2 separate regions of the Mus musculus genome follow, and region 2 is linked to region 1. The links are chromatin contacts, called in public promoter capture Hi-C maps. All regions are on one chromosome and are shown on one strand. The core of a region is the stretch at or near the end of the contact, and the rest is flanking DNA. Distances in the headings are between cores, read along the strand shown.

Region 1 (7,937 bases), core at 3,645-6,144:
GGTCTTCAGCCCATATGATGACCATATGATGACCCTGATTTTGCTCAGCTCCCACCACCCCAGTGTTATACAAACGCCTAACTCTCCCAACTCAGCAGCTTCCTGTCAGATTCTGCCCGGTTTACAGATGGGAGGAGCTAGGGTTGGTGAGCAGTGGGCTAATGGGAGGCCCAGGCAGATGCTGGTCCCTTGGCACTCAGTGCCTGAGCTTCACCTCCTCCATCCAGTGTGCTCCGGCAGCTGCCATGCCACCCAGTTCCGCTGTAGCAATGGCTGCTGTATCGATGGCTTCCTGGAGTGTGATGACACGCCAGACTGCCCTGATGGCTCCGACGAGGCCACCTGTGAAAAATGTGAGCTGGGGATAGGAGATGGGGCAGGGTCAGGTGGCGATCCTAACAACTCTCCTGTATGCCTCTGGGTTCCCCACGGTTGGCCCTAGCCTCTGACCTCTCATCTCTGCAGACACCAGCGGCTTTGATGAGCTTCAGAATATCCATTTCCTCAGTGACAAAGGTGAGTCTCCCTGTTCCTCTGTGTCACAACAGGTTCTGGCACTGCTGTCCCCACTCCACCCAACCGGCAGTGTCCCAGGGGTTCACTATGTGTACAGGCTGTGAACACACAGGCAGGGCCCGAGCTCTCTTAACTCATCTCCCAGGCACCACTAGTCACTCGTCTGATTATTTCCATCACTGCAGGCTCGTCGAACATATCACTAAATCATATGTGTTCAGGAAATTTCATAGTGCTGTCATACATGGAAAGCCACCATGACTTGACACACTGAAAACCACCCACCTAGCATTGCAAGGAACTGTGCTTGTGTCCCACCACCACTGGGGGATGAGAGGAAAAACAAAACAAAACTACCCAATATGCAAACGTAACATGTATGAAAAATAAAGATAATAGCCTGCTGCTGATGGCTTATGCCAGGAAGATCAGAAGTTCAAGGTCAGCTTCTGCTAAATAGAGTTTAGAGTTAGCCTGGGATACATAGTCAGCTTCTCTATTATAGGAAAAATTGGCTAGGCATGGTGGTGGGTGCCTTTAATCCCAGGCAGATCTCTGAGTGCCAGGAAAGTTAGTGCTACACAAAGAACGTCTACTTCGGGGAAAACTGGGAAGGGGGACAACATTTGAAATGTAAATAAATAAAATAACTAATAGAAAAGAAAATCTACCTCAAACCACTCCCCAAAAACCCAACCACTTCAGCTCAGTGTGTTGAACCTTCATACGGCTACAACTCTTTAATACAGTCCTCCTGTTGTGGGACCTCCAACCATAAAACTATTTCCGTTGCTACTTCATAGCTAATTTTACTACTGTTAATGAATCGGTAATGTCAACATCTGTTTCCCAGTGGTTTTAGGTGAAAGGTCACTCACAGGTGTTGAGACCTCTCTGCTTAAGCTGGGTACTCTTTCTTGCCTAAAGCCCACCCCTTTGGTTAAAAGTTCAAATTACTGGGTGGTAGGAATCAGAGACCTTGACACAGAGAAATTACATTGAAAAAGGAAACTTTGAGGCCAACAAGATGGTTTAACGGGGATAAAGACGCTCAGGCACTCGCTACCAAGCCTGGAATTCATCCTGTTGAAAAGTGACTCCAGTTTGTCCTCTGGCCTCCCTGTGCACATGCCATGCACATAAGTAAACAATGTACCCAGGCGTATCTTTAAAATAGAGTCTAAGTAGTAGTTCTCTTGGAGCTGAAGATTGCTATCCCTTTGTCTGTCTTGCCTTTAGTGAGGCGACATCTGCCCTCAGCCTGGCGTAGGGGGTACTTAGCTATCGTCCTGCGGGGCCTGATGGGTGGCAGCAGGGTGGCTCTTTGGGCTCACTTGCCCCTTCGTATGCTCCCTTACCACAGGGTACTGTGCAGAGCTGCCAGACACTGGGTTTTGCAAGGAGAACATCCCACGCTGGTATTACAACCCATTCAGTGAACGCTGTGCCCGATTCACCTATGGTGGTTGCTATGGGAACAAGAACAACTTTGAGGAGGAACAGCAGTGTCTTGAGTCCTGCCGTGGCATCTCCAGTGAGCAGAGTGGCAGTAGCGGGGTGAAGGGGAAGATTTGGCTAGGCCTGGGCTGGTCCCTCCTCTATAAGTGACTTGATAGCCATGGAGAGGGTGGCAGGGGGCTGTGGTACTGGAACAGGTGAGTCTAAGGACTTACCTAGTGCCGACTGGTTTCTCTATGTCACTTTGCAGAGAAGGATGTGTTTGGTCTTCGGAGGGAAGGCTCCATTCCCACTGTAGGTAAGCCTAGTCTGTCCTGTCACCAGTGTGGATATGTAGGTGTCAGTTCAGGAACGGGCAGCATGTGATTGCTTGTGAATGCCCAGCCTTGCTGAGAGGACCCTGAGATTACCCAGAGTGCACTTGAGTAGTGAGGCCTGACATAGGTAAAGGAGAGGAACTGTGAATTGCTTGCCAATTGTCAGGTATCAGAGCCCCTCTGGGCTTCTAGAAGCAGCTATTCTGAAGGTCTGAGATGAGTGTTCATCTGCTTCTACACATGACATCCCGGTCTTTGTCCATTCCACAGAGTGAGGGTGGTGGGTGTCAGACCAGGCAGGCCTTAGTAATGCCTCATTCTGCTCTTCCCCCAGGCTCCGCTGAGGTAGCTATTGCTGTATTTCTGGTCATCTGCATCATAGTGGTCTTAACCATCCTGGGCTACTGTTTCTTCAAGAACCAAAGAAAGGAATTCCACAGTCCCCTGCACCACCCACCTCCCACACCAGCCAGCTCCACTGTTTCCACCACAGAGGACACAGAGCACCTGGTCTATAATCACACAACCCAGCCTCTCTGAGCCTGGGACTCTTGCCAGTCTTACCAGGTCCTGCTTGCCAAGACAGAAGCTAGAACCTGGAAAAACTTGGGGACCAGACTCTTCCTACCTCTTTCCTGGGCATACTTACTCTGTCTCAGAAGACAGATCTCTGGGCCTCTCGCAGGAGTCTCAGCTGCACTCAGGCCAGTTCTGGAGAAGGCCCAAGAGTCTGGAAGGAGCAGAGCAGCCTTGAGCCAGGAGTACTGTATATAGAAGGACCTGCTTATCCAAGAGCTGGAGAAAGTTGGTGTTTTGTGTCTTGTTCAAAGCTGCCCATCACCATCCGATGACGCTAGGACCTTGAGTGGTATCAGAGGCCAGAAGCCACACACTGCCTTCCACATCTGTCCCTCCACTCTGCAACAGGCTGAAGGATGTGTGTCTCTGCACACACTGAAGGATGTGTCTTTGTAGTTTGTGCTGTAAATAATTGCTTTTGGGGCCCCAGGGTCATAGCTCAGTGGTAGAGTGTGTGTGGTCACCCTGAGCTCTCTACACCGAACCACAAGCTACATTAAATTACAAAATAAAGTGTTGTGTTTGTTGAGCTCCTCCCACCCCCACCCCCCACCCTCTTAGTTTCCAGTGCTGATGTGAAACTTGCCATGTGCAAGGCAGGTGCTGTGCCACTGAGCTATCTCCTCAGCCCTGGTTTGTGGGGTTGCTGGGGGGGGGAGGGGGCAGACAACTCCTGTCCAACTGGCTCAGCCTTTGGCCACCCTGTCCAGCAGGTTTTCCCTGTCTCTCCTGAAACTGCCCTGGCTCCTCAGGATAGAGAAAAATGTCACCTTTGACCACCAGAGTGGAGAGCCATGGGGGTGTTGGCCCCGCTGTGCAGGGTTTCTCTGGTTGCCAACACCACACCTACGCAGAGGGGGGGGTGAGGTTCAGCCGTGGTTGGGGGCTTGAACCCTGGCAGTCACTGCCATGTCACTGGGCATAGGCTATCCGTGCCCATCTGAGAGCCTGTGGCTGAGGCTCCAAGCTCCTCCCTAGTGGCCATTAGCTGAGGCACACCACTCCAGTCACCCCTCTCCAGGGCTCAAGCCACTTAGAGGTGCCAAAAGAGACTTGAAGAGATTGCACAGATCTGTGTGCCAAACACTGCGGGTCCGTACACATTTAATACTGTTGGGGTGCTTCTCAAATGCTCTACACAACACTTCATTTGCCCAACACACTGCCTTGTGCTGTTAATGGCATTCACAGGCCAGGAGGTTGACAGCAAAGCTGGAGTTCCCCAGTTCTAAGATTTATGGTAGAACTGGATCTGAACCCTGGTAGGGTGGCCCAAAGGTCCCATGTTCCAGGAAAGGTTAAGCAAGCTTGCCGGCTGTGCATATCTCTACCTTCCTGTCCACCAGGCTAGCCCTCTGTCTGTCTGCGGTGCCTATTTCTGTACCTGCGGTGCTGCTGTGTTGGACCACATCTTTTCTCATCACTCAGCTAAGCTCTGAACCTTAGCTGGCCCAGGTGGCTGGCACACCCTGCTCCACACCCTGGGTTTGCCAACAGGACCCTGAGCACATAGCATCCTTTCTTTTGTCTGTGTATCCGTCTCCCTCCTAGGTTGTGAGCTCCTGGAGTCACAGATGGCATCTGAGTCATCCGTATCTAGCATGCCATGTTCCCTCAACTACCTTGGTTAATGGCAGTTACCCATCGAGGGCTGAGTACACACAGGGGTGGAGTTTGTTCCTTTTGTCCCATTTCAGGGGCCATGGGATTTTTTCTCACTTAACCTGACAGCCATTTACCCACACTAAGGCTCGAAAAAGACATATTACCATCTTGATTCTTTGTAAAGTACAGGTTGGTGTAATTAATGATTCAAAGACTATCCAATTTCTAGGAGGGGTGGTCAACATAGCAGGTGCCTAGCAAGTGTTCGTTTGAAAGGAGCAGCCTGTCTGGGAGTGGTAGATGTGTATGTGCCGAGCAGACAAAACGCCTGTATTAATCAGCCCACCTGCGGTGACTGGCTAGAGGAGGAGGAATCTCGCAGCAGCCACCAGGGGGCGCACTTACCATTTGCTCCTCAAACCTGCTCCTTATCTCTGGATCTCTGCTCTCGGTTTCATCGCCACCTGAATAATGCTTTGTCATGCCTTCCTGATTCCCTGCTTGGCACCAGCAATTGCCTATGCCTCAGGTGTTGTTTTGCCTCAAGAAAAGCACCTTTGCCCCATGCAGCACTTGTCTCAAAAAACTTAACAAGTTTGTTAAGCCTTAAGCTCACTGTGTGAACCTTGCCCCGTGTCTGCCCTGGATTGTTTGGCGATCCTTAGAGCAGGGCCTGAGTCTTACCCCAGTTGTGTATATGAAGTACTCAGAAAACAGCAGCTGTAAAGAGGCTGCTAGAGCTGTGCGAAGTGAGAAGCTGGAGACAGTACAGGTGTGGAGTGCTTGCCCAGCATGCATAGTTCTGGATTTGGTTCCCAACACTGGGGAAGAAAAAGAGAAAGTAGGTCAGTGAGCTTGGCCAGCAGGTAAAAGTGATAGTTCCACAAGTCTGATGACCTGGGACCAATAACGTTTGATCCTGGGACCTCACTGCAAAGTAGAAGAGCCAGGCATGGTGGCACACTTTTACCCCCAGCACTTGTGAATCGGACAGCTGTCTGATCTACATCTCGAGTTCTGTGGCAAGTTGGGTTACACAGTGAGACCTTGACTCAAAGAATTAAATAAATAAAAAGTGGAAGAGAGAACCATCTGCAGGTAGTCCTCCTCTCCCTGAACTCTGTGGTTGGTGTGTTTACATCACACACACAATAGTAAGACAGTGCTATGATTTATCTTTCTTTATGTGTAGGTGTCTATATCTGTGCATGGGTATGTGTGAAGGCGGGAGGCATCAGAAACCCTGTTGCTGGAACTCCAGTCTGTTATGAGCTGCCTGATGTGCTAGGAGTTAAACTTGGGTCCTCCGGAAGACCAGCAATACACTAGCCACACAGCCAACTGTCCAGCCACACAGCCAACTTTCCAGCCCCATTTTTTAAAAAGGGGTTATAGATATGGTTGGATGTGTGTTTAATCCCAGCACTTAGGAATCAGAGTCTGGCAGATCTCTGAGTTTGAGACCAGCCTGGTCCACATGGTAAGTTCAAGGCCTGGGCTGGCGAGATGGCTCAGTGGGTAAGAGCACTGTGTACTTATTTATAATAATAAATCTTTGGGCAGGAGAGAGCAGGGACCGAGCGAGCAGAGGTCCTAAAATTCAATTCCCAACACCACATGAAGGCTCACAACCGTCTGCACAGCTACAGTGTTACATAAAATCAATAAACAAATCTTAAAAGTTTCAGGCCAGCCAGTGGGACTTTGTCTCAAAATTTTTTTAAAGATTTATTTATTATTATATCTAAGTACACTGTAGCTGTCTTCAGACACTCCAGAAGAGGGTGTCAGATCTCATTACAGATGGTTGTAAGCCACCATGTGGTTGCTGGGATTTGAACTCAGGACCTTTGGAAGAGCAGTCAGTGCTTTTACCTTCTGAAGCCATCTCACCAACCCCGATTGTCTCAAATTTTAAAATTAAAAAAAGGGGATAGAGAGAAATTTCAGTATGTCTCTGGGTAAAAGCACTTGCCTGAGCTCAGTGCCCAGGACACACACACACACACACACACACACACAGACACACACACACACACTGTAGTTTGTTTGTTTGTTTGTTTGTTTTTAAAGATTAGCCTGGAGGCTGAGCAGTGGTTCTACACACCTTTAATTCCAGCACTCAGGAGGCAGAAGCACGCAGATGTCTAAGTTCAAGGCAAGCCTACTCTACAGAATGAGTTCCAGGATAGCCAGGGCTACACACAGAAACCATGCCTCAAAAATAAATAAAGATTAACCTGGGAAAAAATAGAAAGACTCTTGTCTCCTAAAAGAAAAACTAAGCAAGAAATAGCTTCATAGGCTGGAGAGATGGCTCAGTAGTTAAGAGCCCTGATTGCTCTTCCAGAGGTCCTGAGTTCAATTCCCAGCAACCACATGGTGGCTAACAACCACCTGTAATGGAATCTGATGCCCTCTCTGGTGTGTCTAAAGACAGCTACAGTGTACTCACATACATAAAATAAATCTTTAAAGAAAGAAAGGAAGGAAGGAAGGAAGGAAGGAAGGAAGGAAAGAAAGAAGAAAGGAAGGAAGGAAGAAAGAAAGGGCTTCACATACTAGGTATTAAGTAGAAGAGTGAAAATTCTAAAGAGATGCTTGGGTTTAATTTTGTTCTTTATGCTAGTGTGCAGGTGCACATGTGTGTGGTTTTGGAAGCCAGAGAACAGTCTTGGGTTTCCTTCTTCAGGTGCCGTCTATTTTCTCATTTGAGATCAGCTCCTTCCCTGGCCTAGAGCTCACCAACTAGGCTGGTTGTCAGGCCAATGGTCCCTAGGATTCTACCTGCCTCTGTCTCCCCTGGTGCTAGGAATGCAGGCAAGCACCATCATCCCGAGCCTGTTCACATAGGTTCTGGGGATTAGGTTCTGTTCCTTGAGCTAAGCTGTTTCTCCAGCCTTGCTTTGTTTTCCTAAAGCAGGCTCTCATTCTGAAACACGGGGCTGGGGCAGGATGTGGTGACCCATCCTTTAATCCCAGTCCTAGGGAATCAGAGACAGGTGGGTTTCTGTGAGTTTGAGACAAGCCTGTTTTACAATAGTGAGTTCCAGGACAGCCAGAGCTACATAACAGAAAAGTCCTTTTTTTCCCCCAACATATTTTTATAGATTATTTGGGAATTTCAATATCATCTCTTCTCAGTTCTCACAGGTCTGCTCCCCAACCCTCGTGACCCCACCCCCACAAAAAAAATGAAGAAGAAAAAAATTCAATTTGTGTTGCCCATATCCTACTCACAGGAGCATGGTCAAATTCCCAGTGCCAGCCCCTTAAAGGAAACTGAGTCCTCCCTACCTACACCCCTGCGGAAGCCATTAACTGTAGAGAGCTACACTTCAGAATCCCTATCACAACTTTTAAGAGCGAGAGAGCCTGTCTTTAGAAAGGAAGGAAGGAAGGAAGGAAGGAAGGAAGGAAGGAAGGAAGGAAGGAAGGAAGGAAGGGAGGGAGGGAGGGAGG
Region 2 (7,937 bases), core at 2,115-4,614, 160 kb after region 1:
TCGAGTTAAAAGTTAAAATTCAAGCACTGCCGGGCGTGGCGGCGCACGCCTTTAATCCCAGCACTCGGGAGGCAGAGGCAGGCAGATTTCTGAGTTCTAGGCCAGCCTGGTCTACAGAGTGGGTTCCAGGACAGCCAGGACTATACAGAGAAACCCTGTCTTGAAAAACAAAAAAAAAATTCAAGCACTGTGTGAAATCTAAGACTTAGAGATAAATTGACTTCAGGTGTTGCTTATTATATTTCTTGCTAAAAGAAGTTGACTAATTATTAAAAGGAACCTGCCCCCAATGGATAAATTCCCTGTAAAATTCAGGACTATACAGAGAAACCCTGTCTTGAAAAACAAAAAAAAAATTCAAGCACTGTGTGAAATCTAAGACTTAGAGATAAATTGACTTCAGGTGTTGCTTATTATATTTCTTGCTAAAAGAAGTTGACTAATTATTAAAAGGAACCTGCCCCCAATGGATAAATTCCCTGTAAAATTCACCAAGCCAGCTCTGGCTTGCAAAAAACAAAAAACAAAACAACAACAAAAAAAAATAACAAAACAAAAAACCCTCCAAAGCTTCCCACTCCTTTTTAAGATAATGTTTTATTCTCTGTGTCTGTATATATGTGTGCATGCATAGATGCACATGTGAAGGTCAGAGGACAATTTGTGGGTTCTCAACCATGTGGGTTCTGGGGACTCAACAAAGGTCTTTAGACTTGGAGGCAAGTGCCCTTCTCTGCTGAGTCATCTCACTGGTCCAACCTTCCCTTTTGCTACTGTATTCATTCCTTCTGTATTACCATGGTTCTTATCCCCTTATTCTCAGGTAGAAATAATCATGGTAATCTCTACTTAATTACTCCTTGAAATAGCAGGCTGGAACATAGAGCCTTTGATATATTAAACCCAAGTAAAAAAATACAAGCCGTTTACATAGTTCTGATCGCCAGATACCTTAGCTTACTGCAACTTTCCTATAAGAGACTTCGCTCCGTTGGTATGTGATTATTTGTTCTTGTTCTATTGTTTCTATGTCTATGGCCTCTCCCGCTTCCACAAATAGTCATTTTTCAGACATGAAAATAGAGAGACCCTAAACATGTAAGTAACTAAACAAAACATGTATCACACTGTTGTCTTTGATGGCTAACGCAGTGGTGAACCATGGCTATACATTAACATTACCTCAGGAGTCTTTAAATTTTAAATATCCTAGTTAATTCTCAGACCTCATTTCAATGTCTGCAATGTATAGTCAAGATGAGAACCATTACACCTAACTCCACCTGAATAGCTGCAACCTAGGTTTTTATATAAAAAGTCTGAATCCCCAATCCTGACTTCTATACAGAATTCAAGAGACTCCCAAGGCTGGGATCTGCTTTAAAACTATGGAATTCCTTTTCTAGTAAAAGAAAAGTACTCTACACTTCCCGGCTAGGGAAAAAATAGAAGTCCTCTGCATTATTGGGGGGGGGGCACTCACTCTGCTCCTTCGATATATAAAACCACAAAAAGCTGATATTAGTAGGGACACCAGATTCCTATCAAAATTAAATGTCAAAGACTCCTAGGTCCCCAAGGTTCCTTCGCCTACCTCCAGCAGGTCTATCATTCTGGTCATCTGAGAGTAGATAAGGACCCTATGTCCTTGAGACTTGAGCCGAGTCAACAGGACATCAAGGGCATACAGCTTTCCACTGTCAGTGATGAGGCTCTCCTTGCCTGGGGAGAAAAAAAGGGAGGGATGGAGGGAGGAAACTATTTAATTGAAGCAACAAATCACCCACTGCAAAGCTGTATGCAGCCAAAATTTCTATTATCAGGATGCTTGTCTCATTGGAACAGGAACGTGCTCTAGAGGCGGAATGGAAAGCTCTGCTAAATCCTGACTCCAGGGGTACTGAAGACACACCCTGAGAGGTGGAGGCAGCTTCTCAGCTGACAGCACCTTTTAGATGTATGGTCTTACTGAGTAGACACCAAGGATGCAGAGTTATTGCCAATGACAAGAACCGTGTTGTCAGTAACCTAGACACTCTAGTCCTTTGTTAAATAAACTAGAAACTTGTTTCTTCTAATTCTGTGCTTGTACTATTTGAATGAGACTCATGAATAACTCCTCAGTTAGTAGAACTCTTTGGGAAAGATTAGCAGGTGTGGCTTTGTTAGAGAAGATGTCACTGGGGGTGGGGTTTGAGGTTCCCAAAGAATTTCCAAAGGCCATGTCAGGTCCAGTCTCTTTCCCTTTCTGCTTCCAACTTGTAGGAAAGATGTAAGCTCACAGCTACTGTGCCAGCATCATGTCTGTCTGCCTACTGCTATGCTCCCTGTCAGGCCGATCATGGACTCAGATCGCAAAACCATAAGCATCTAAGTAAATGCTTTCTTTTGTAAGTTGTATTTATCACGGTGTCTCTCCACAGCACAGAACAGTAGCTAGTACCGTGGTTACATCCTAAAAGTATGAGAATATACTGAGATAAGGACAGCAGGCTGGAGACCATGTAAACTCCAAGAAAGGCAAATAAATGTGCCTACCATTGACACTCTTCAGTACCTTGCTATCAATTCCAGGGCCATTGCCTAGTGTGTGTTCTTTCAGTGGGCCCTACTCCCAGGTTTTCAGAAAGAACAGACTTGGAGTTTCTGTGAAATCAAACTGCTTTCACTCACTAACTTGTGTTTTCTCCTTCCTCTTCCCATATAAAACACATTTCAGCCAGAGATCTTTTAAGAACATTTAACTCACAAGTTCTCATCTTATCCATTCAGTACCATTCACTCATATCATACTCCAGGAAGGAGAGTTTCCTGTTTGCAGACCGTTCATAAACATGCCCTGAACAATTGCTGCAACAGAAGAGGAAGAAAGGAGGCTTGAGGGGTTGCTTAAGAGTATACATGGAAGTGGCTGGGGAACACAGAAAAAGAAAAAAAACACAGAGAATTTTACACTGACAACTGCCTACCAAAAGTAGAGACAATACTAAGTCAAACTGTCTATCCTTAGTTTCCCAGGTTAAAGCATGCTTTCTTCAGAACTGCAAAGGCCAACTATTGAGAGTAGTCCAAGAGTTCTCAACTGTCATTCTTGCCACTATTTGCCAAGTACACAATTATTGTCTACACCGAGTAAGAACGGATGTGCTGACAGCACCATAACAAATCACCAGCTGCTCTGTTTTTGCTACAAAGCTATGGGTCCTGGATGTTTACTCCTCTGCACTGCAGCCCGCCTTTTCCCACCTTCGGAATACTGCCAGGACACACTGCCCTGCCCTCCCGGCCGCTGTGGTCCACACCTTTGTTCAGCCTCTTTGTTTGCTCCTGTTTAGATTACTGAAATGTTCTTCTCTTTGCTGTCTCCTGACCAGCACAATCAAATGACTGCAGCGGGGCTGGAGTGAGTGCTGAGCTCTCTCCCTGGCACCAGACGAGGAGGCAAGTGGAAATTCCTAGTCTCATCAGGCAGCCATGCTTTCAAAACAACTCACAAAGCTCCCTTCTCCTCACAGTTCCTTCTCTATGGCTTCTCTTGATTTTGATAGCTTTTACTCTTTCTGACAGACCCAGTCATCTTTTTGTTTTCCCTTTTTTAAAGCCATACATTTTTTGAAAGGGAGTGGGCAAAAAAGCTCTCCACATTTTTATAGTGCTTATGTCCTCTCTCCATTCAGACACACCCCTTCAGAACAAACAGTAGAGCACACACAAATCTGTATGGTGTCTAGAATCTGAGAGGCATCAAGTTACTTTGTAATAAAAGATTTATTTATTTTATGTGTATGTGTGCTGGCTAGTCTTATGTCAACTTGGCACAAGATAAGAGTTATCAGAAGGGCTGGAGAGATGGCTCAGTGGTTAAGAGCACTGACTGCTCTTCCAAAGGTCCTGAGTTCAATTCCCAGCAACCACATGGTGGCTCACAACCATCCGTAACAAGATCTGACGCCCTCTTCTGGTGCATCTAAAGGCAGCTACAGTGTACTTATGTATAATAACAAATAAATCTTTTAAAAAAATAGTTATCAGAAATCAGAGAACCTCAAGTTGAGAAAAATGCCTCCATAAAATCCAGCTGTAATGCATTTTCCTAATTAATGATTGATGGGAAAGGGTCCAGCCTATTGTGCATAGTGACACCCCTGGGCTGGTGGTCCTGGGTTTTATAAGAAAGCAGCCTAAGTAAACTATTATGAGCAAGCCAGCAAGCAGCACTCCTCTATGCCCTCTAGGTTCCTCCACTGATGAACAGCAATGTGGAAGCATAAACCAACAAACCTTGTCTTCCTAGGTTGCTTGGTCATGGTGTTTCATCACAGCAATACTAACCCTCAGACAGTATGAATATTTGCCTACATGTGTGTATGTATATTGCATATGTGCATGGTACTCATGGAGGTCAGAGGAGGGCACTGCAAATTCTGGAACTGGTGATTTGGACTTTTGTAAGCCACAATATGGGTGCTGGGAACTAAACCTGGATCCTCTGTAGGAACAGCAAATTCTCATAAGTTGGCAGCCTACTTCTCCATCCCCTTTACTGACTTCAAAACTATGATTAAACAGTCTTCACACTTCCTGCCTCCCAGAGTTTCTTTACCTAGTTTGGTAACTAGGATAAACTAGTATTAGAAAGGTGAAGAGGGGGCTGGAGAGATGGTTCAGCAGGTAAGAGCACTGACTGCTCTTCCTAAGGTCCTGAGTTCAATTCCCAGCAACCACATGGTGGCTCACAACCACCCATAATGAGATCTGATGCCGTCTTCTGGTGTGTCTGAAGACAGCTACAGTGTATAATAAATAAATCCTTGGGCTGGAGCGAGCAGGGACTGAGCAAGCAGGGTTGACTGGAGCGAGCAGAGGTCCTAAAAATTCAATTCCCAACAACCATAAGAAGGCTCACAACTATCTGTACAGCTTCAGTGTGTACTAATATACATAAAATAAATAAATATTTAAAAAAAGAAAGGTGAAGAGGTAAAGACACACATGCACACATACACACAAGTGCACATGCACACAAAGATGAACTCAAACATAACAGAAATAGCAAGTGTTGCCTGCTTGTGACTGAGGGAGGTGAACACAGATGGACTAAAATCTGGGTTGGTTTTGCTTTTTGTGGTGCTAGGGGTCAAACACAGGCTTCATGCATACAAGGTGAGTGCTATACAGTGAGCTACATCCTTAGACTAATTTGGACCTTTTGGGACTGTTTTAAAAGAAAAGGTCCCAAAGAAACAGACTTGAACCAAGAGATTGAAACACTTAAAGAACCAAAAATATCTGAGTTAACCAGTGAATGTGCTATACAAAACAAACCAATATCCAGCATTTGTCTTTAGTGAGATATGCAGGAAAACAAGACCTTTCTTTTACTGTCCACACTGGTATCTTTGGCGCCCGGCATACATCACTCAATTTTTAAGAGCTACCCAGGTGTGCTGTACAAAAGCACTACTTGTGGCAAAGCAGGGTAAACACCAGAAGCATAATTACCAAGAAATCAAGCAGATTCTGTCCAGCCAAACCCAGCCTCAGCCCTTTCTTTAAAATTAGACCTCAAATCAGAACTATCCATTCTCTCACAATCTTTCCTGCAATCCTATGGTATTACATTTAAAAATAGGTTCTTACTGTCTACAGCTTTAAGTCACAAGACAGAAGATTAAATGTCTCTCTTTTCCAAGGAAAGAACCCCTCTGAAGGGCTGAAACCTGCAGAAGCAATCAAAGCATGAAACCCATGAAATTTTGTTCAGTCTTTCAAAGAATGCAAAAGACTCCACTTTTCCCAGGGAACCAAAAAATGTAAAAGTATAGAAGAGATAAAACACAGGTTCAAATGATACCCTCCCTGCCCCCACCCCACCCCAGCTAGCCCACAGAGTACAATGGGGTCGGTGAGGAGCTTGTTGGTTCTCACAGTAAACAGCCAGTGAGGCTGGTGCTTTTTATCGATGCGAAAAGAACTCAGACACTTCCTGCTATTTAAACAAGGTCCATTTTTCTTTCAAAGAACAGGAAAAGCCACAAGAGATTTCCCACAGCGCCAGCAATAGGCCTTCTACTACTATACTGGGAACCAAAGAGCCAGAATGAAGGAAGAAGAAATGCAGTGCATCTTGCTTCTTTTGGTACCTATTCTTCATTCTCCCTCCATGTCGGCAGTGTCTGCTCTGTCCTGCTTTATGCTTGGGCTTTCCCTAACTTCCAATCACTTTTACCCACGGCTTTCATGTATTCTAAAGTCACTTCCAAGGCCATATGCAATGTAGGTTCCCAAACAGACAGCTTTCAGTTAAAGCACTCCAAAGGCTACAAACAGGATGATAAAGCCTTCACAAGAAACAAAGACAAACAGGTCCTCCACATTGGAATCCAGCTGTCACTTATACTAGACGCTCCCTTTTGAGAGTATAGTCCCTAGTATGCATCCATTAAATTTCAGTAATAATACAATCAGGACAGCAGAGAATTTGGACAACCAAGCCAACACTGCAGGCTGCAGGCTGCCAGCAGGTGTAAACTGCATCAGTCTGTGAAGCCTCTGGTTCAACTTCCTTAGTGCAGTCTCACTAAAGCAAAGATGAAAACCTAGTTTCCTTTCCATCCTGGACCTTGACCCAAGGGGGTCTGGGAATCTGCTAGTGTTTTGGCACAAAACACACTGTTTTTCCTCTTGCTATCATTTAGATCTCTAGACCTTGTGCAGGACACTGTTTATGCTACTTAACTAGGCTCTGTGGGAGTGACGACATTCTCATTCATTCCACTGGCAATGGCACAAAACAACTGCACTCATTCGACCTGAAGTCTTTCCTAAACTTTGTGGGGTTTTGGGGTGTGTGTGTGTGGGGGGTCATCTGGTGAGGGCCTTGTGCATACTAGATAAGCACTCTACCCATGAGCACCCCAACCTTCTCCCATTTAAAAAAGTGACATTACACTCTTCTTATCAAAGGAGAGTACTCACGAACAAATCTAGAAACATTTCAATCATCATCTTTCCACTCAAGACACAAAGTACTCATATTTTTACCTATAAGTTACAGGTTAGGAGAGTTAGAAACCTCAGGAACTCCAAATACCAAACAACAAAAACTATCACATGGGCTTTCTCCCCCTTTCTCCTCTTGTCAAAGCTGGAAACATGCTCCAAAGAGCAGAAAACTCACCTGGAATTCTGATGAAAGACCAGCCGTTCTGGGGTCTAATGCTCAGCAGCCCTCCAGCTGGCTCTGGGAAGAACTGGGATCTGCGACTCAGCCAATCCGTAGCCAGCTCAGGAGCCCCATTCAACAAACACTGCTTGGCAGCCAGACTCCCTCCTTCCTTCAGAACTCCTCTCTCATACTCTGCACTTCTGTCATTACAGTAAGAATCCAACGGCACTGCGGTGACCTGCAGGGTAAAATTCGCAGACAATAAAATGGCTCTTCTGCCATTTGTCACACACATCAAGCCTTTGAGGGAAATCAACTTTTTTTCCTTCTGAGATAGGATCTCATATAGCTCAGGCTGGCCTCCAAATTCTCAAGAAGCCACCTGAGTAGTCCTTTCACCTACCCAGTGGGGGTTATAGCAAGTTTCAGGCTTGTGAATGCTGAGCTCTATCCCTAGGCCCACAACTCTGAAATCAGATCAATGTGAATAACCTCAGACTGGTGGCTTTATATTTCATCCTCTAGCATAGTAAGATGAAGGCAAAGACTAACTCAATTTGAGAGCTTCTCTGGGCAAACTGGTAATCGCTAATCACATGAACCTGCAATCAAAAGATATAAAAAGGTGCATGTAGATAAAGTAAGATTCTAGTCTGGATATCTACTCTCAATATACATTTACCACCCACTTATTACAAGTGCTATGGCCACTTATGACAGTGATGTCAGAAAGGAAGCCTGAGACAGACAGCAGTCAGAAAGGACTACA

The links. Capture Hi-C pulls out chosen DNA fragments and counts their contacts.
Region 2: a promoter capture Hi-C map of liver shows a contact between it and region 1. The contact joins two enhancer-like sites. A contact is called at or near these places in 2 of 15 datasets of contacts at CTCF or cohesin (large pre-B cells and pro-B cells), 26 of 484 Hi-C or Micro-C datasets (the C2C12 cell line, the G1E-ER4 cell line, LSK cells and 21 more), 2 of 115 datasets of contacts at active chromatin or transcription factors (astrocytes and embryonic stem cells) and 3 of 9 other capture datasets (adipose tissue, liver and pancreatic islet).

What each region holds. Positions count from the first base shown.
Region 1 is chr2:119,246,132-119,254,068 of GRCm38.p6, forward strand. Spint1 (serine protease inhibitor, Kunitz type 1) reads left to right here. Exons shown (of 11, transcript NM_016907.3): 7 at 228-353; 8 at 466-516; 9 at 1,880-2,050; 10 at 2,225-2,272; 11 at 2,626-3,383. The coding sequence ends at 2,831. Among named protein-coding and RNA genes, the nearest start is that of Spint1, 13 kb to the left of the region's middle. Within about 2 kb of position 4,895, at least 86 of the 459 cell types and tissues checked have an H3K27ac peak or open chromatin away from gene starts, as enhancers often do. A contact at or near this core is called in liver, pancreatic islet, stem cell-derived neural stem cells and 1 more, where this site is marked.
Region 2 is chr2:119,405,222-119,413,158 of GRCm38.p6, forward strand. Ino80 (INO80 complex subunit) reads right to left here. Exons shown (of 36, transcript NM_026574.4): 26 at 7,181-7,406; 27 at 1,595-1,722. Among named protein-coding and RNA genes, the nearest start is that of Chac1, 58 kb to the left of the region's middle. Within about 2 kb of position 3,365, at least 33 of the 459 cell types and tissues checked have an H3K27ac peak or open chromatin away from gene starts, as enhancers often do. A contact at or near this core is called in liver, pancreatic islet, stem cell-derived neural stem cells and 1 more, where this site is marked.